Regions from separate parts of the Sus scrofa genome. Here region 2 is linked to region 1. Evidence: chromatin contacts called from public promoter capture Hi-C data. All regions are on one chromosome and are shown on one strand. The core of a region is the stretch at or near the end of the contact, and the rest is flanking DNA. Distances in the headings are between cores, read along the strand shown. Region 1 overlaps CD82 (CD82 molecule). Region 2 holds the start of CD82 (CD82 molecule).

Evidence for each region. Promoter capture Hi-C pulls out the DNA fragments that hold promoters and counts their contacts.
Region 2: a promoter capture Hi-C map of fetal liver shows a contact between it and region 1, with 4 times the contacts expected there. The contact joins the promoter of CD82 here to the enhancer-like site in region 1. A contact is called at or near these places in 4 of 5 promoter capture datasets (fetal liver, fetal skeletal muscle, liver and 1 more), 33 of 47 Hi-C or Micro-C datasets (adipocytes, adipose tissue, alveolar macrophages and 17 more) and 2 of 2 datasets of contacts at active chromatin or transcription factors (alveolar macrophages and skeletal muscle).

The regions. Positions count from the first base shown.
Region 1 is chr2:17,755,181-17,760,569 of Sscrofa11.1, forward strand. CD82 (CD82 molecule) reads right to left here. Exons shown (of 9, transcript NM_001145218.2): 6 at 1,179-1,280. Among named protein-coding and RNA genes, the nearest start is that of CD82, 45 kb to the right of the region's middle. Within about 2 kb of position 2,716, at least 2 of the 83 cell types and tissues checked have an H3K27ac peak or open chromatin away from gene starts, as enhancers often do. A contact at or near this core is called in fetal liver, where this site is marked.
Region 2 is chr2:17,800,626-17,806,014 of Sscrofa11.1, forward strand. CD82 (CD82 molecule) reads right to left here and starts at 2,547. Exons shown (of 9, transcript NM_001145218.2): 1 at 2,389-2,547. LOC102166930 (a long non-coding RNA gene) reads left to right here and starts at 3,059. Exons shown (of 2, transcript XR_002341490.1): 1 at 3,059-3,453.

The sequences.
Region 1 (5,389 bases), core at 1,466-3,965:
CTCACCCAGGGTCCTTGAAGGGTGACACTTGCTCATCCCGGGACATGCCGCTCCCTCTAATCTTAGCAAAGTAAAATATGCGTCAAACCAAAGGTGGGATGAAAATGTGCCCAGAGTTTACACAGGTCCCCGTGTCACCAAAACGCTGAGCACATAGGCCAGGAAATATCACCCTCCCCTTTCCACAGCTCAGAGAACGGACGAGCCCGTGTTGCCTGCACAGAGACCCGTCTCTAGTCTCCACACTCTCCTGGTGTCCGGCTTCCTCCAGCCGCGCTGCCCCTGCGCCTCCCAGCCCACAGCCTCCCATGAGGGCAGCCAACAGCCAGTTGTGTTGGGGGCCCTCCTGTGACAGAGGAGGAGGCTGCAGCCCAGAGGAGGTGGGTCCTGGCCAAGGGCTCATAGCATCTGGGGTCACCAAAGGGGAGGGATTTGTGACTGTGGGGACTGGTTCACATTGAGGCAGGCTGGGAATCCAGAGTCAGTCAGTCTGTCATTCATTCATTTAACCAATTAGTCAGTAGTTCTGTCAGCCAATCAGTCAATCTACCTGTTAGTCAGTCAGTCACTCTGTCAGCCAGTCACTCTGCCTGTTAGTCCGTCAGTCACTCTGTCAGTCAGTCAGTCTGCCTGTTAGTCATTCTGACAGTCAGTCTGTCTGTCTGTCATTCTTCCACTTTAACTGAGGTGGACTACACATACACTACAGTGTACAAATTCAGGTTGAGGCACTTTTCCATACACACTGCATCACCAAGACCTGGATCAAGATTTGAATAGAACAGTCCTTTCAGCCCGAAGGTTCCCATGGCACCTCCCCAGAAGTTGCCTCTTCTTGGACCCGTGTCAGCACATCGGCTGGCACCCAGTTTCTTAACGTCCAGGGTGGAGCTCCCAGCACCCCCCAGGCTGGCTTGAGAGGAGAGGGTCAAGGGCCACCCCCTTTCTCCGGCCTCGGGTGGAGCCCTCTGAGCCCCCGAGCGCCCCCTGGGACCCCCTGAGGGAGGAACGGCAGTGGTGGCTGGGGTGCCAGGAGGGGGGCTGCTCAGGAGCGCCCTGCCCCCACAGATACACACTCACACACCAACTCGTTAACTCATTCTGTCTGTCAGGCACATCCAGGCACACAGACGACCAGCCCTGGACACACAGACACACAGAGGCCATGGCCCCCTCACCTGAGCCTGCACGTAGTCCCAGGCCTCCTGTAAGCTGTCCTGGCGACCCTCCTCGTACTTCTGAATGAGCTCCGTCACGATGCTGCCCATCTCCTGCTTCAGCTGTAGTGGGGACAGCGAGGACCAAGGTCAGATTCCCTCAAACCCGTGTCCCCATTCTGGTCACATCTCCTGAAGCTGCCTCTCTCCCACCCCCCGAAACACTAGGGACACGCTCATAGCTCGAAAGCATTTTGTCACCCTTTGCGGCCCACCCTGGTCACCATGCTAAGCCCAGTGCAGCCAAGGGCCAACCACTCCTGCCTGACGGTCTCTTCAGCAACCAGTAGCACATGACCCCTTAAACGGGCCTGTCCCCTCATCTCCATCCAGCGGCCTCCCAGCACACTTGGGAACAACTCCGCTGTCTTCTCAATAGCCTCCGAGACCCTACACCATTTGGTCCTGCTCTTTCCAGGCCTCCTTTCCTCCGCTTTCACTCCCTCTATTTCACTTACAAAGGTCTTGCGATTTTTATGCAAGACATACTCCTGCCTCAGGGCCTTTGCACTTGCAGTGCCCTCTGCCCGGAATCCTCTTCCACCAAAGATAAGCATGGCTCACTCCTCCACTTCCTTCAGAGCTCTACTCAGATGGCGCCTCCTCAGAAAGGCCTTTCTGGACCACCCTACAAAAGCCCAGCCCTGTTCTACGCCCTCCCAGGCCCTCCTTACCCTGCAAGGGTAAGCATGCTGCGTTTTTCTTCATAGCCTCCTCATCCCATGCCCATTTGTTTCCAGGACTTATTGAATCTTTCCTCCCCTGGAATGTTAGCTCCTTCGGGGCAGGGACGGTGTCTGGCCCAGCTTGGCCAGAGGAGGCGGGTGGCATGAATAAGCAATGTGTGCACAAGCCCCTCTCTGCCGGGCGAAGTTTACATCTCACGTGGGCTGGTCCCCACCAGCCTCAGGATTCAGGGCCCCTCATGGAGGAAGAGAGAAGCACCTGCTCTTGGCTAACCCCACAGAGAAAACACTCATTTAAAAGAAGTCAGGAGTTCCCACTGTGGCTCAGCGGGTTAAGAACCTGACAAGTATCCATGAGGATGCAGGTGTGATCCCTGCCCTCGCTCAGTGGGTTAAGGATTCTGCACTGTCACAAGCTGCGGGGTCACAGATGCGGCCGGGATCTGGCATGGCTGTGGCTGTGGTGTAGGCTGGCAGCTGCAGCTCTGATTCAACCCCTAGCCTGGGAACTTCCATATGCTCTGTGTGTGGCCCCCCCCCAAAAAAAAAGAGAGAGAGAGAGAGAGACACACACACACACACAAAACAATAAAAATAAAAGAAGACAGATGAGGGGTGTGGGGATCCAAAGGCTTCAGTCCCCATGGCCTCTTACTGGGGCTCTGATCAGAGGATCTCACGCTGGCAGCTTTTCGGGAACAAGTCGGCTGTGCAAAGGGAGGCAAACCGCCAGCCAGCCTGAGAGCTGAGGACAAGCTTCCCCCAGCCCCGGCCTGGCCCTGCCTGGCCCCACCTGTGGACCTTGCTCAGGGGCCTCCCCAGGGAACACCAGCATGGACAGGCTGGTCGTGGTCACCCGCTGTCCCTGCAGAACCCCTGCCTCTCAGTTCCTGAGAAAGAGGAACTGGGAAGACGGGCCGGGCATCTCCAGGCAGGGGCTTTCAGAACCCGGCTCAGAACCCCATGAACGGGGCTTCCGTCCGTTCCCCATGAATGCCTCGCTCAGAGAAGCCACATCCTCCAGAGGGACGTGCGTGCCGGGCTCCTCGCCCTGCTCCCTTCACCAACCCTGGGAACCAGCCTCTGGGGCAGCACCCCCCTCGGGGCAGCTCTCTGCCCCCTCCCTTTTGACAAAACTCTGAGCGTAATACTTTTTTGGTTTTACTCACTCAGAGCTTTACAGTTGGCAAAGTTTGCCTGTCAGTAACTAGTCACAACAATAGCGGGGGCTAACTTTTATCAAATGCCTACCAGCACCGTGCGAACACTTTTAATGCGTTACTTCACTTTAATCCCTCAAGCCGACCTAGAGCCTAGGTAATGACCTTCTTCCCTCATCAGAGAGAGATGCAGAAAATAAGGCCCAGAGAGGTTAATTAACCTGCCCAATGTCCCCCAGCCACCTTGTGAAGAGCTGGGGTTTGGATTCCAGATGCCAAGTTTCTATTTATTAAGCTCTATCAGCACTGAAACCACAGGGCTTGTACCTTGCAGTAGGTCAGAGCCCTTTTAAGAAGGGCCCAGAGAAGCTAAGCGGTTGGCCCATGTCACACAGTGGGGGCTGTCTGCCTGCGGAATCTGAGTCTTTCTGTGCCGACCACCTCTGCTCCCCCTCTGCTCCCTGGTGAGCAGATGATCCCCAAGGCGTGGGAAGGAGGGGGTCCCCAGAGGCATTTGCATAGAGAACTATCTCCGCCACATCCTCCCCCTCCCTCACGGACCTAGACTCTATTTATACCTGGGCATGGTTGCCACAGCAGCCCAGACTTCCCTGTTTCAGGCCCCAGAAATGAGAAGGTGATGGAGGCTTGGTGGTTTCCACTGAGGCTGGGTGGTTTCCATGGAAACACCACATCCATCCTCTAACCCAGAATGGGGCTAAGGGACACAGCTGGACCACGGGGACCAGGGCTGCTGGGGCTGGTTCAGCTTGGGGCTGATGCCTTGGGACTCCAATGCCCAGGGGGCAGTGTCAGGAGCCCAGGAAAGTTACCCTGGCAACCAGGTGGTTCCTGAGACAAGAAGGAGCAGGGAGGGAGAGTGAGAAGATGCCCAGCACCTCACTGCATCCCTGCAGGGGTCCCTCTGTGGTTTCCGCCTGCCCTGCACCTACTCGCCCTTCTTCTTGAAACAGCACTTCCCTTCCTGAGGGGTAAGCACCCCCCAATCACTCTGTGGCTGGCCAGCCCTGCCCCCTCGCTGCCATGGGCAGGCAAAGACCCAGGCTGCTTAGTGCCTTCCTGGGCACAGCGAATGGCTCAGGGATGGGTGTGTGTCCCTGGTCACACGCAAGGGCCCTCTCTTTCCACTAATCTGATGGGACGAGGGCCTGAGCTGCTGGTGGCCACTTCAAGCTCCACTGGGGACAGCCATCCTGAGGAGGGAGCCGACAGAGAAGAGCAGGGTCAAGGATGGAGAGGGACAGTCTCGGTGGCAACCTTTAGAAACCTGGATCCAGCTGAGCCTGCAGCCAGATCTGGCCGGTTTCAGTCGGATTACTGTCACATGTAATAAAGAATCTTGCCCAGGAGTGAATGCATACTTTCCAGCCTGGTGCAAAATGAAAGTGCAGGCCTCCTTATTTTAAAATGATTAAGAATTTCAAGACAAAGTACGGGACCCTTCTAAGTGTGGAGTGCTACTCAGGTTACACAGCTAGGAAGCCAGCCCTGGTCCTGCCCAATACCGTCCTCCCCACTTCCCAGAGGAGGAAACCAAGGTTTGGAGCCTGAGAACAACTTCCCAAGATCAGAGAGCTAGCGAGCAGCGGAGATGTGACCATAAGCTGCTATGTGCAACTCCGGAACCCTGAGATCTTAACCATAGCAAGCCACCCCCATCTCCACCTGACCCCGCGTCCCCTCTGCCATGACTCTCCGCTCACTGCCCATGCTGTGCTTTTAGAGGTAGACTCAGAAGACACCTTTGAGTTCAGCATATCATCCAAATGTAAGAGTCCTCTGCCCATTGGTCTCCAAGATACTTTCCAGGCTCTGCTTAAATGCTCCCTAGGATGGGGAACTCAGTACCATACAAAATAGCACACTGCAGGGTTGGGGAGGTTCTTGATACAAGCAATGCATTTTAAATCGAACCCAAATGACATCTGTCCATTAGTTTTCATCCTTCCTCTCCCTCTAAGTCCCAGCTGGGACCACACAGAGCAAATCATATTGCTCTCTCCCCGGACAAACAGCAGTTGGATATTTGCGACCAAACCACATCTCCCTTTACCTGCTCCTCCCCAGAGTAAGTTTCCAGGCTCCTTTGACAGCTCTTTGGGATGGTGTTCTGCCCTCTCTCTATGCTCTAATGTTATCAAATTCCTCCTACAACGAGGGGCCTCCATGCGATGTAAGGGGCCCACGCCTTCCTGTCCCCTCCCTGGGATCCCACAGAAGGTGTTGCCAAAGGCTCTGAGGCTTCATCCTGAGATCCTCTGCCCTGGCACGTGTGGAGGGGGTGGCATGTTTACTCTTAGAGACC
Region 2 (5,389 bases), core at 1,297-3,796, 45 kb after region 1:
CCAAACTCCACCACCTCCATGGAGCTTTCGTGAGGATCCCTCTGGCCCTTTCTTCATTTATCTCCTATCAGAGGCACTGGTCTCCTTGTCTAAGCCCCTTACCCGACGGCCGACCACTGGGATGGGGTCAGAGCGTCTGGTCCATCATTCATCATGTGGGCGGGGGGATGGGGGGGAGGACTTTCCAGAAGATGTTTACCAAGCACTGTTTGAAATGAACATCTCCCCACACAGGCAACACCTTCTGACCCCCCTCCCTCCCCACCAGACTGAACTCTAATTAATCTTAAGCCACCCAAATGCTTGGAGAGGGGAGTCTGTGGCCCGTTAATCCAAGCCCAACTGGGACTTCCCAGCTGGGGCAGTAAGTCCTGCTCAAGTCTCACCAACTCCAGGAAGCCCCTTTACCCCAGACCCTGGGTTCTCCAGTGTCTTTCTTCACCTGAGCACCACCCCTCCCATATATACACACGCGCTGTCTCTGCCATACAGTACAGCCTCTGGATCAGACTCTGTCCCATAGAGCTTTCCACCAGGTTCCAAAGTGTAGCACTCACCTCCCCAGGAGATGCAAGGAACGAGCCGCCATTGACGCCCAACCCTGATGGAACAGATAGCAGGTACCTACACTGCCCCTCATCTCCACGCCGAGCCAAGCACGCAATGGAAAAGCTGGATTCGGGCCACCGGAGCAGTCCGAATCCATGAAATCTCATCTGGCCTTGAGCTCTGGGTGTGAGTTATTCTCTCCAGCAGAACACAGTGGGGATGAGGGCCTCACTGTCAGCAACTCAAAATGCAGGCAGAACCTGGGACTGGCTAGTTCACCTCTGTATCCCCTAGCTCCACTTAGTGTCTAGTAAGTGCAAAGTAAACATTTTTGGGGGTTTATTTAACTGGACACCTAACAACTGTAAGAAATATTACTGAAAACTCAGCTACTTGTACACACTCCCCAATCTGCAAATGGACAAAGTGATGCTGGTGGCAAATGGCAAGGTCTGGCTCTCATAAGGTCAGGAGGTGCTGTCACCAGCGTCTGGCCTCCAAACACAGCCTCATTCCCAGGCAAGAAGCCAGCCTATCACCTGCTCATCCACATCAGAGCAGCTGTCATACAGCGAGGCCTCGGTGGGTGCCTCGGAGCCTTGTTAAGCGCTTTACATGTATTCTATTTTTTTTTTTTTTTTTTTTTGCCTTTTCTAGGGCCGCTCCCATGGCATATGGAGGCTCCCAGGCTAGGGGTCCAACTGGAGCTGCAGCAGCTGGCCTACACCAGAGCCACAGCAACACGGGATCTGAGCCACGTCTGCGACCTACACCACAGCTCATGGCAAAGCCGGATCCTTAACCCACTGAGCAAGGCCAGGGATCGAACCTGCAACCTTATGGTTCCTAGTCACATTCGTTAACCACTGTGCCACGATGGGAGCTCCTACATGTATTATTCTATTAAGTCCTCACTACTACCATTGAGTATCATCACTACCCCCACATTACAGATGAGAAAACCGAAGCTTAAAAGGGGAGTGGAATCCAAAGGGCCCGTCCTTGACCACTGAACTAGGCTGCCCAGCTCCTAGGACCCTGGCACAGAGCACCTGCCACCACCAGGGACAGAAACCACCAGCCCAAGGAAGGGACCCAGGGCAAGTAGCAAGAGACATGGCTTCTGGGCTTGACTCTGGGCCCAAAGTTAGGTGGGGTTTTCCCTTGTCTTCCCCACTCACCCAGATAAGAATTTGTCCCCTAGTTTCTGCCGGGGGCCTCCCAAGCCAGCTCACCTGGAAAAGCCCTGGGAAGGGCCAAACACCCGCTGAGTTTCCCACCTCAAGTCTTAGTGGGCTCTCAGAGTTGGGGGGGGAGGGGAGGCTGATATCTCTTTGAATTCAGCCGCCCCCCTCTGCCCCCACTTCCCCAGACCCGTGGGTTTCAAGTCCCATCCGAGGAACTAGTGTGACCTTTAAAGCAATTCGCTTCACTCTTGCAGTGAGTTTGCTTTGCTCCGTGTCACTCTGCAAGGAGACAAACTCTAGTCTGGGCGGCGCGATCTGAAGACCTGTTGTGTCCGCTCTCATCTGCCAGCCTCACCTTCCGGAGTTTCAGTGAGAAAGGTTCACCTGGTTCAATCCCCTCCTTTTACTGGAACCCGAGAGGTCCAGAGCTAGGTGGGGGGACGCGCCCGGGGTCACACAGCTGGTGCACGGCGGAGCCAGAAAACTGGGGGTCAGGACCCGGGAACTTAAGCTCCTTCTCACCCACCAGCTGCCTTCGGGGCCCAACCTGTCACTTGCTCCGAGAAAGCTGCCCGAGCGGCCTCTGGAAGTTGGGGCGAAAACTAACTTTGCTCGCTGTTGCCGACAGGCCTCCCCCCCCTCAGTTTCTCACCTGCTGGCTCTGCTTTTTGCTCGGCGCTGCAAGCCCGGCGTCTCCCGCTCGCGCCCTGGTTAGCGTCTGACCGCGCAGCCCTGGGTTCGGTCTCTTGGTCGTCCCCCTCCCGGCGGTCGTCTGGGAACTCAACGGCCTCGGCCAGCCCCGCCCCTGAAGTGACCACGCCCCTTCGACACGCCCCCTCGGCCTCTGGACGTGGGGACCGCCAGCCCCGCCCCCACACCCTGCAGGAATGTGGCCTGGCACCCGGCCGGATCAGGCCCCGCCCGCTATGGTCTCTCCGCTCTAACCCGCCAGCCCCGCCCCGTGTCCCGCCGGAGGGGGCGGGGGCGGAGCTACACTCCTTGCCCCGCCCCACTACGGCCCCCAAATCGATCCCGGTCTGCCCCGCCCCAGGTCACTCTGGGGAGGGGGCCGACCCCTGGGCCTGCCTCCTGGGCCGGGTCCTCTGTGTTCCTCCGGCTCTGCCTCGATAAAGGCCTGTCTGGCCGGCTCGGCGCTCCACCCCTGCTAGGTGAGAAGCCCCGCTCGCAGCGGGACCTAACGGTCCCGCCCCTCCTAGGCCTGCCTCATCCTTCCCGTCCCTCCCTAGACCCTCCCTCCACCACCCCCACCGCCGAATCCCTCTTCTCTGGGTGTACCCCCGCCCCCTAGGTTGAGGCCACGCCCCAGCAACGCCCCTTCCCCGCTTCAGCGCCTCCCTAATCCTGCCCTGCCCTGGCAACCTTGCTCTGGGCGTGCAGGCCTCCGGGCCTTCACGCTGGCATTCCAGGGCGGGCGTATCCGGGTGCAACCGGGGAACGGCTCGGGAGCGGTTTGCGTTCCAAGTCCCGGCCTCTATCAGGAGGTGGCTTGGACCTAGGCACTTTTTCCAAATACTAACAGCTACCACCGATTGAACTCTCACCAGGGGCCTGCTCTATGCCAAGCCCTGGCTTAGAAAAATAAAAGAACTGGCCACTGAATTCGCACAACTCTATCCCCAAATGTTGCACCTATTTTACTGAGCAACCTGATGCTTAGATAAGGGAAGCCATGGCTTCTGAGTCTCGCATGGATCAGGTAAGCAGGATCCACCCCCTGGCCTTGAATCGTAGGCAAGGCTTGACGCTGCACCAGCTTGCCTGGACTGGCCCCTAGAGCAGTGGCCAGGACCAGCTACTTGTTGGGGCAGTGCTAGCAGACTGCCTGAGGTAAGGGAGGAGGCATAGCTTGAGACAGGGGTGGCAGGAGGGGCACCTGGCCCACTTCTCAGAAGCTGGTTTTCTTCTTGAGAAGAAGGGGCTTAGAATTAGGATGGGCTGCAAAAGGTCTTTGGCTGCGGTGCCCCCACCTGCCTCCTGGCCCTCCACACTCCCAGACCCCAGGGATCAGCCTCTGGTTTCTGCGTTATTCCAGAGCCATTCACCTGTGCAGCTGACAAAGCTCTTTCGCTCCCATTATCTCACCGGCGTCTCATAAGGACGCCATTGTGGGGAAGGTATGATTATGCTGATTTTGCCTGGGTGGGGTAGGGCAGGAAGCTGGACACCAGCCCAGCGAGGTGGTTCCCAAAGCATGGTCCTTGGACCAGCAGCAGCAGCAACACCTGGGAACTTGTTAGGAATGTGTGTTTGGGGGCCCATCCCAGATCTACAGAGTAAGAGACTGTAGGGGGTGAGCCCAGCTATTTGTTTTAACAAGACTTCAAGGTGAGTCTGGAGTTCTCTTTGTGGCTTAGCAGGTAACAAACCCGACTGGTATCCATGAGGATGCCGGTTCGATCCCTGGCCTCGTTCATTGGGTTAAGGATCCTGCGTTGCTGTGGCTGTGGTGTAGGCCGGCAGCTACAGCTCTGATTCGACCCCTAGCCTGGGAACTTCCACATGCTGCGGGTGCGGCCCTGAAAAACAAGGGGAAAAAAAAAAAAAAGACTTCAAGGTGATGCTGAATCACATTCAAGTTTAGGGGCCACTGTTCAGCAGAATGGTGAAGGAGTACAAGTGGTCGGAGAATGACAGAGACCAAGTGGCCTCCTGGGAGCCTTGTGACCCAAGGCAAGGCCAGGAAGGTACTTAACCTCTGTAGGGTGAGCCCTTAAAAGAGGAATAATAATGACACCCGTCCTGAGGGTGGCTGTTGAGGAGTCAATGTGATAATGTTCACGAAGTGTTTGTCCACTCTTGGACACGGCATGCTCCATAAAAAGAAAAAAAGAAAAAGTCAGGGGAGAGGGGCTGGAGAGTCCTCTAAGGCCAGTGATGTCCTCTACAGTCGTCCTTCCCAGAGGGACACCAGCTTTCCTGCAAGGGGACGAGAGCCTAACAAGGTCTGAGATGATGCTGATGCCGCTGGTCCAGGGACCACACTTTGGGAGCTACAGTCCTGTTCTATCTTGCGCTGGATTCCAGCTCCCCACCCAAGCCCACAACCCATGCAAAATGGGTGTCAAATACCTTCCTCTCCTACCTTCTCCAGATCCCTTCCTGAATGGCTGGAGGTGTGTGTGATGGTGATTGGCAGGTGGCAAAGCAGCTGGATTCCATCAGCCCCCGCCCCCAGGCAGAAATTAGATCCCATTAGTCCCAACGGCTACCCCTTCCTGTCCCTGTCATTCCAGATTAGAGATGGAGGCAGCTGTGGCCACAGAGAGGGCAGTCTGCAGGCAGCTTCTGGAATCTCGACCATATTCCCCCATCATCCTCTGCAGCCCAGGGAAAAGGGTTTCTTATAGGAGTTATAGCCTAGGGCACTGATCCTATTTTACAAACCTACCCTAACATGTTAATAGTGAAAAGTGAGGCCCACATACCTTATAGCTAATCATATAAAAGGCAGTAAAATAAAATGTCTATTTTCCTGACTTGAAAAATCGCCTTTATAATGATCAAGCAGGCCACGTTTATGAGACTGATGTCCAATCTACTGTGCTCACGAGGTACCTGAAGCCCACGTTGAAATCTGGAATTCTGAGAGTTCCCATTGTGGCTCAGGGGTAAAGAACCTGACGAGTATCCAT